Linked DNA regions of Mus musculus: region 1 is linked to region 2. The links are chromatin contacts, called in public promoter capture Hi-C maps. All regions are on one chromosome and are shown on one strand. Each heading gives the region's core, a stretch centred on a gene start, on an enhancer-like site or on the middle of the called end of the contact. The rest is flanking DNA. Distances are from core to core; before and after follow the strand shown. Region 1 overlaps Rlf (rearranged L-myc fusion sequence). Region 2 overlaps Smap2 (small ArfGAP 2).

The links. Capture Hi-C pulls out chosen DNA fragments and counts their contacts.
Region 1: a promoter capture Hi-C map of adipose tissue shows a contact between it and region 2. The contact joins two enhancer-like sites. A contact is called at or near these places in 2 of 15 datasets of contacts at CTCF or cohesin (CD8 T cells and the NIH/3T3 cell line), 2 of 484 Hi-C or Micro-C datasets (both in CD8 T cells), 3 of 115 datasets of contacts at active chromatin or transcription factors (CD8 T cells, DN3 thymocytes and double positive thymocytes) and 3 of 9 other capture datasets (adipose tissue, liver and pancreatic islet).

Annotation. Positions count from the first base shown.
Region 1 is chr4:121,194,795-121,198,110 of GRCm38.p6, reverse strand. The region is part of intron 1 of Rlf (rearranged L-myc fusion sequence); the gene reads left to right. Among named protein-coding and RNA genes, the nearest start is that of Rlf, 19 kb to the left of the region's middle. Within about 2 kb of position 1,695, at least 115 of the 459 cell types and tissues checked have an H3K27ac peak or open chromatin away from gene starts, as enhancers often do. A contact at or near this core is called in CD8 T cells and adipose tissue, where this site is marked.
Region 2 is chr4:120,976,954-120,980,174 of GRCm38.p6, reverse strand. Smap2 (small ArfGAP 2) reads left to right here. Exons shown (of 10, transcript NM_133716.3): 5 at 3,138-3,221. Among named protein-coding and RNA genes, the nearest start is that of Mir7015, 5.2 kb to the right of the region's middle. Within about 2 kb of position 1,499, at least 28 of the 459 cell types and tissues checked have an H3K27ac peak or open chromatin away from gene starts, as enhancers often do. A contact at or near this core is called in CD8 T cells and adipose tissue, where this site is marked.

The DNA.
Region 1 (3,316 bases), core at 446-2,945, 220 kb before region 2:
TGGACTGTGAGTAGGCCAGATTTCTGAGCTCAGAGCAGCTGGAAGTAATGTGTAGCGGCTGTGTTAGTACAGAAGCAGCCCAGGTCCCAGATTGCCTCTAGGTACTTCCTCAGTTCAAGCAGCCAGCTGTTTTCTTCTCACTCATTAATGTCAACCCCCTCGGTCCTCATTGCTAACTGATGTTTAAATCTTAGTTCTCATCATCTTTGGAGTCCTCCCATCTCCTTACTTTTGCATTTTAAAATGTTAACCCCTGTTTCAGGGATGAGATTCAATTGCTGACTCCCGCGGAAGCTTGCCCTTTACAATATAATCACATTGCTCAGATTTAGAACTTTATTTTCAAAATAGGATTTCTCTGTGAGGCCCTGGCTATCCTGGGACTTGCTCTGTAGACCAGACCAGCCTTGAACTCAAATGATCTGCCTGCTTCAACCTACCAAGCGCTGGGATTAAACTCTCCACCTCTTAGCTAGATTTAGAATTTTATGTATTTCATTTGTTGAGAAATTAAAATCAGAATAAGATTTCTTGTGTTATGTGCAGATTTTAAAATAATGCACACACTTATCTTTAAAAAAAAATCCAGTTACCCTACGATGTTCATTTGTAATGAACAACTGACACTTGTAGTTGTTTTAGTTGGGTCGTTGTTGCTGTTGCTGTTGCTTTGGGGGTGCAGGTTCTTCTGTAGCTGGATGAGGATGACACTGAACTTCTCATCTGTCACTGACTCTCAAGGGTTGGGATGACAGGTCTGCAAACCATGGCCATCTTTTGGTACTAGGATCAAACCCAGAACAGTGAGCAGGCGAGACAGTTCTACCTAAACTGAGCCACTTCCCTGACATGACCACAGGATTGCAAAGTAGTGGGTGTCACTTAGCACTATTGCCAGAAAACTTCCCAGAAGCAGTGACTTTCGAATGGGAGGTGGATGTGGTAAACTCTGAGGAAGTAGGCCAAATGATGACCACACTGCAGAGGCTGCAGACACTAAAGGTAGTGGAGTCGGAAGTAAAGGCAGAGTTTGGAAATAAGCATATTTATTAAAGCGATAGTAGGTTTGTGAGTTCTGAGTAGACATACAGAATAGTGATAAAACATGGGTATTGGAGGCAGGTGACTAGTTCAGATTAAAGCGTAAAATCTGTCCGTCCCCCCCCCCCCCTTTGGCTCTTCAAGGGGGTTTCTCAGTGTAACCATCTCTTGCTGTCCTGGACTTACTTTGTAGACCAGGCTAGACTCGAATTCACAGAGATCCACCTGCCTCTGCCTACTGAGTGCTGGGATCAAAGGTTTGCACTACCACACCCAGCTTCTGCTTTCTTATTTAAAAAATGAAGTAAAGGTCGGGGATATAGATCAGCGGAGGATGGAAATGACAAGGAAGTCTCTCTGTGTCTCTTTTAAATCAGCTGAAGGGTTGGATGTGGCTCAGTTTGTACAGTGCTTACCTACTGTATATGAAGCTCTGAGTTTGGACCCCTACCCAGTAGCTCATAAAACAGTTCTATAGTCCCAGTCTTTAGAAAGTGGATCAGAAATTCAAAGTCATTCGTGCCTAAATGGGAAGCCTGACACTGGCTAGAGACACTTTTTTTTTTTTTTTTTTTTTTGGCTGTAGCTAATGTGGAAAGTGTGAGTTGGTTACAAGTAACAACACAAGGTGAAAGAGCTGCGGTTTCACCTAGCCACTTCCTCATTGTAAGCAGGCAGCTGCTAGGCAAGGCCTAACATGCTTGAAGCTCTAGGTTCTACTCCAATCTTCCTCTCCCTCTCCTCCTCCTCCTCCCCCCTCATACACACACACACACACACACACACACACACACACACAGAGAGAGAGAGTAGCCTGTGGGCCTAGCATGCTTGGATATACTTAAACTTAGGTGCCATAAGAGCCTACTGTACATCTCAGCTATATATTGTATCTACCTTATTGCTGCTAGGCTCTGAATTTTGTGCATCAAGTTACTATACTAGATACTGTTGGCAACTTGCAACACATCATTAGGCATCTATGTTTCTAAATAAAACCAAACATGGAAAGGTATAGTAAAAATAATAGACAATAGAACATTTTCTGCGCTTTTCTTTTTTTAACTAGAATCCAATTTTATTCAGATCAGCACTGTCCAACAAAATACTGTCTTAATTTATGATCTGAGTTCTGGAGTGTCAGAATAAATTATGGCATACTTTGAAAGCCACAAGACATTAATTTTATAATAAAAAATGGAAGACTAATACTTTTTCAAAATATGCTGTAGAGGCCTGGAGAGATGGCTCATTGGTTAAGAGTTCTTGCTGCTCTTGCACAGGACCTTGGTTTATTTCCCAGCACCCACACCGTGACTCGAAACCACATGTAACTCCAGTTCCAGGGACTCTGAATCCCTTTTCTGACTGAGCATGTACACAATACACATACATACGTCTAAGCACGCACTCAGGATTTTTGAGACAGGGTTTCTATGTAGCTCTGGCTATCGTGGAACACACTATGTATGTACATCAGGCTGGTCTTGAAGTCAAAGCTCAACCTGTCTCTGCCTCCCCGAGTGCTGAGATTAAACTCACATTCCTCCGTGCCTGGTTCAAAATTTAAAAAAAAATTTTTTTTGTAAAGATAACCATTAAGGATATACTCTTTTCTTTCTTCCTAATCCCAGCACAGGTCATTTTTGTTCTGGGGTTCTGGCTTTTAGGATCCTCCAAATAATTTATAGTCTCTACCCTTGTTTTTGTTTGCACCTTTGTTTTATTGATTTAACTTAAAAATTGTATTTATCTGTATGTAAAAATGTTTTGCTTGCATGTAATCTGTGGTTGGTACCTGTACAGGTCAGAAGATGGATGGCATCAGATCCCTTGGAACTGGAGTTTCAGATGACTTATATGTACTGAGACGTGAACCTGGGCCCTCCAGAAGAGCAGCCAGTGCTCTTAATCTAGAAAAGCAACCTCTCCAACCCTTTTTACTCTTTTTTTAAACATTGTCTATTTTGATTAGTTTTAATTATGTAAATTTGTAGGTCTCTGCATGGGTATGTAAATAAGAGTGCTGATGCATGAGAGGCAGGAAAGGGGTGCTGGGGTTTTAACTGCTCAAGGTCAGCTGCAGGGAGCAGGTGCTGGGATTATGAATTTGAGTCCTCAATAAGAGCCTGGTGTGGTGGTGGGTGGTGCACTCTTTAATCCCAGCCTTCAGGAAACAAAGCCAGGTGGATGGATCTCTGTGAGTTTGAGGCCTGCCTGGACAGAACATGTTCCCTGACAGTCAGGGCTACATAACAAAGAGACTCTGACTCAA
Region 2 (3,221 bases), core at 250-2,749:
ATCCACGAGACAGCACGCGGCTGCCTGTGACAGTCTCTGCTTCCCTGGGATCCAACACCTAAGTTTTAGCCTTTGTAGGCACTTCGCACTCACATGCACAACGTAACCCCTCCACACACACACACACACACACACACACACACACACACACACACACACACACACACATCATTCTAAAGTAAAATAAATCTTTTAAAAAGAGTTTAGAACCAAAGTGCACACGCACAACGTAACCCCTCCACACACACACACACACACACACACACACACACACACATCATTCTAAAGTAAAATAAATCTTTTAAAAAGAGTTTAGAACCAAAGTGCACACGCATTTCATTTTATTTGTGGAAAAGTAAAAGCTATGTTCACTGTGCTGAAGTATATGAAGTATAAGATCAAATGATGTCAGAGGGTATGTAGAGAGACCCAGAAGGTAGATATGGGGAGGCTGTGGCAGGAGGACACTCCAGCGATGGTCTTGGCATTGCTGTAGCCTCACCCACAAGTGTTCAGGTGGGAAAGAAAGACTGAGACTTTTAGTTTTTTTGCTATGCTTAGATGTTCTTTCATTCTTGTTATAACAAGAATTGATAGTTATTTAAGTCTCCAGCACCATAAATAAAAAGAATATTTTTAGCAGTCAGGATGGTAGCACATACCTATAATACCAGCCTCTGGAGACTGAAGCAGGAGAATTGCCACAAGTTTGAGATCTACATAGTGTCTGTCTCTGTCTCTCTCTCTCTGTCTCTGTCTCTCTCTCTCTTTCTTACCTTCTCTCATCCTCTCTTACCCCTACACACATAGAAAGAAAAAAAAGAAGGAAAGAACATTCATTAAATAAAAACAACTAGTTGTTTCTTTTTTTTTTTTAAGATTTATTTATTATATGTAAGTACACTGTACCTGTCTTCAGACACACCAGAAGGGGGCATCAGATCTCATTACAGATGGTTGTGAGCCACCAAATGGTTGCTGGGATTTGAACTCAGGACCTATCAGAAGAGCAGTTAGTGCTCTTACCCGCTGAGCCATCTCTCCAGCCCAAAGACAACTAGTTTTAAACAAAAAGTAACTGGCTTTGCTAAAGAGATCACGTGGTTAGTGTGCAGTGGGAGAGATGTAACTTCAAAGTGTTGTGTACATTGGTAGCGTTCTGCTGAGGTATTGCCCCCCGCCCAACCCCATCTAAATGTCTGCTTTTCATTTTTATTTGTTTGGGTTTTGTTTTGTTTGCTTTGTTGTTGATTTGAGACAGAGTCTCACTATATAGCCCTGGCTAGCCTGTTACTATGTAGACCAGGCTAATCCCAAGCTCACAGAGCTCCTCCTGCCTCTGCTTTCCGAGAGCTGGGATTACAGGTGCACAGTGCTCCCTTCAAAGGTCAGATTTTAAAAAAAAAAAAAAAAGACAAAACTTTGTTTAACTTCAGTATGTAGTAGTGGTCTGCTGGGCATAATGGTGCCTGCCCATCTATCATCCTAGTGGCTTTGGGTATAAACGCAGAAGAATCAGGAGTTTAAGGTCAACCTCGGCTACTAGTAAATTTCAGGCCAGCCTTGACTACTTTCGTCTTTATTTCCAAAAACAGAGACAAAAAGGAAATAGTGTTCTGTATTCCAGTGCCAATTCTACACAAAAAGACAGAGTATTATGATAAAGTTATTTTTACAGGAAATATGAAAATTAAGAGGAAGAACCCATGCTTGTTCTCGTTGTCCCCTAATGACTCATCTGGGTGTGTGCCTTCCTCAGAGGCATAACCAGAATCTAGTTATAAAGGATGTCTCCTCGCAAACATCTCACATGGTGTACATGCTCCATCTATATTTCTGTGGTCATTGTTGCATCTCCTGCTGAGCAGATGAAACAGTTTCTTTCCCCTCCATTAGCAGGACTGTTGTCACTTAAGGTTTTTGTTAGCATTTCTGGGATGGACAGCTTAGTGGTACATTTGACTTTTTACTATAGAGTCTTTTGGAAGGCTTGAGATAGGGTCTTGCTAAATATCCCAGACTGGTCTGGAACTGACTCTGTAGCCCAGGTTGTCCTTGAACTGGAGATCCACTGCCTTTATATCCGAGTGTTGGGATTCTATACCACCAAGCCCTGCCAGATTGTTTCCATCTCTCTCTCTCTTTCTTCCTTTCTTTCTTCCTTTCTTTCTTTCTTTCTTTCTTTCTTTCTTTCTTTCTTTCTTTCTTTCTTTCTTTCTTTCTCTGTCTGTCTGTCTGTCTTTTTCTTCCTTCCTTTTTCTCTCTGTTTGTTTGTTTCTTTCTTTCTTTTTTAAATGTATATTTTCTTATTTTTATGTATATGAGTGATCTGTCTTCACATATACCAGGAGAGGGAATCAGACCCAATTACAGATGGTTGTGAGCCACCATGTGGTTGCTGGAAATTGAACTCAGGCCCTCTGGATGAGCAGCCAGTGTTCTTAACCTCTGAGCCATTTCTCCAGCCTGCCTGTGAACTTTTTAAGTGCAGGCAAGTTTGTGTCACTATGCCCAGCCTCTAGCTTTGTTTCCTAATTTTAAAAATAGAGGTGAAAAGGCTGGAGACGTGGCCCAGCGGTTAAGAAAAGGCTGGAGACGTGGCCCAGTGGTTAAGAGCACTTGATGCATTTACAGAGGACCAGAGTTCAAAAGAGCAACAAAAACTGAGAGAGATTTTCTTGTATGGGGATTGTTGTTTTGAGTATCTTTGTTGTATATCCTAGACTGGTCTCAAACTCAAAATTCTCCTGCCACAATGTTCTAAATGATGAGATTACAAGCATTTACCACCTTGCCTGCCTTTAGTATTTATTTCTTGAGACCTTTTTGGCTGTTTATAGTTATGTATAACACATAGGAGATAAAGGGCACAAATGTGTGGCAACTTTTAAACTTCCATAGATTGTCTGTCTGTATTACAGATTTCAAAAAGGGTTGAGTCCTTAAAATGTGGGGTCTGCCTCATTCAGTAAGGAGGCTAATGAGGAAGATCAGTACTCACACCCCACACCAAATTGGTTGCATTTCTGCATCAGAATCTTTAGTGAACTTTGATGCCCTGCCTGCATTTGGATTGTAGCTCTGAAACACTAATTGTGCTAAGGCTAAGCTATCATTGTCCTGTTACATCACTTTAGAAAGAGAAGGATGATAAGTGGAAACGAGGGAATGAACCCGCTCCGGAGAAAAAGATGGAACCTGTTGTTTTTGAGAAAGTAAAA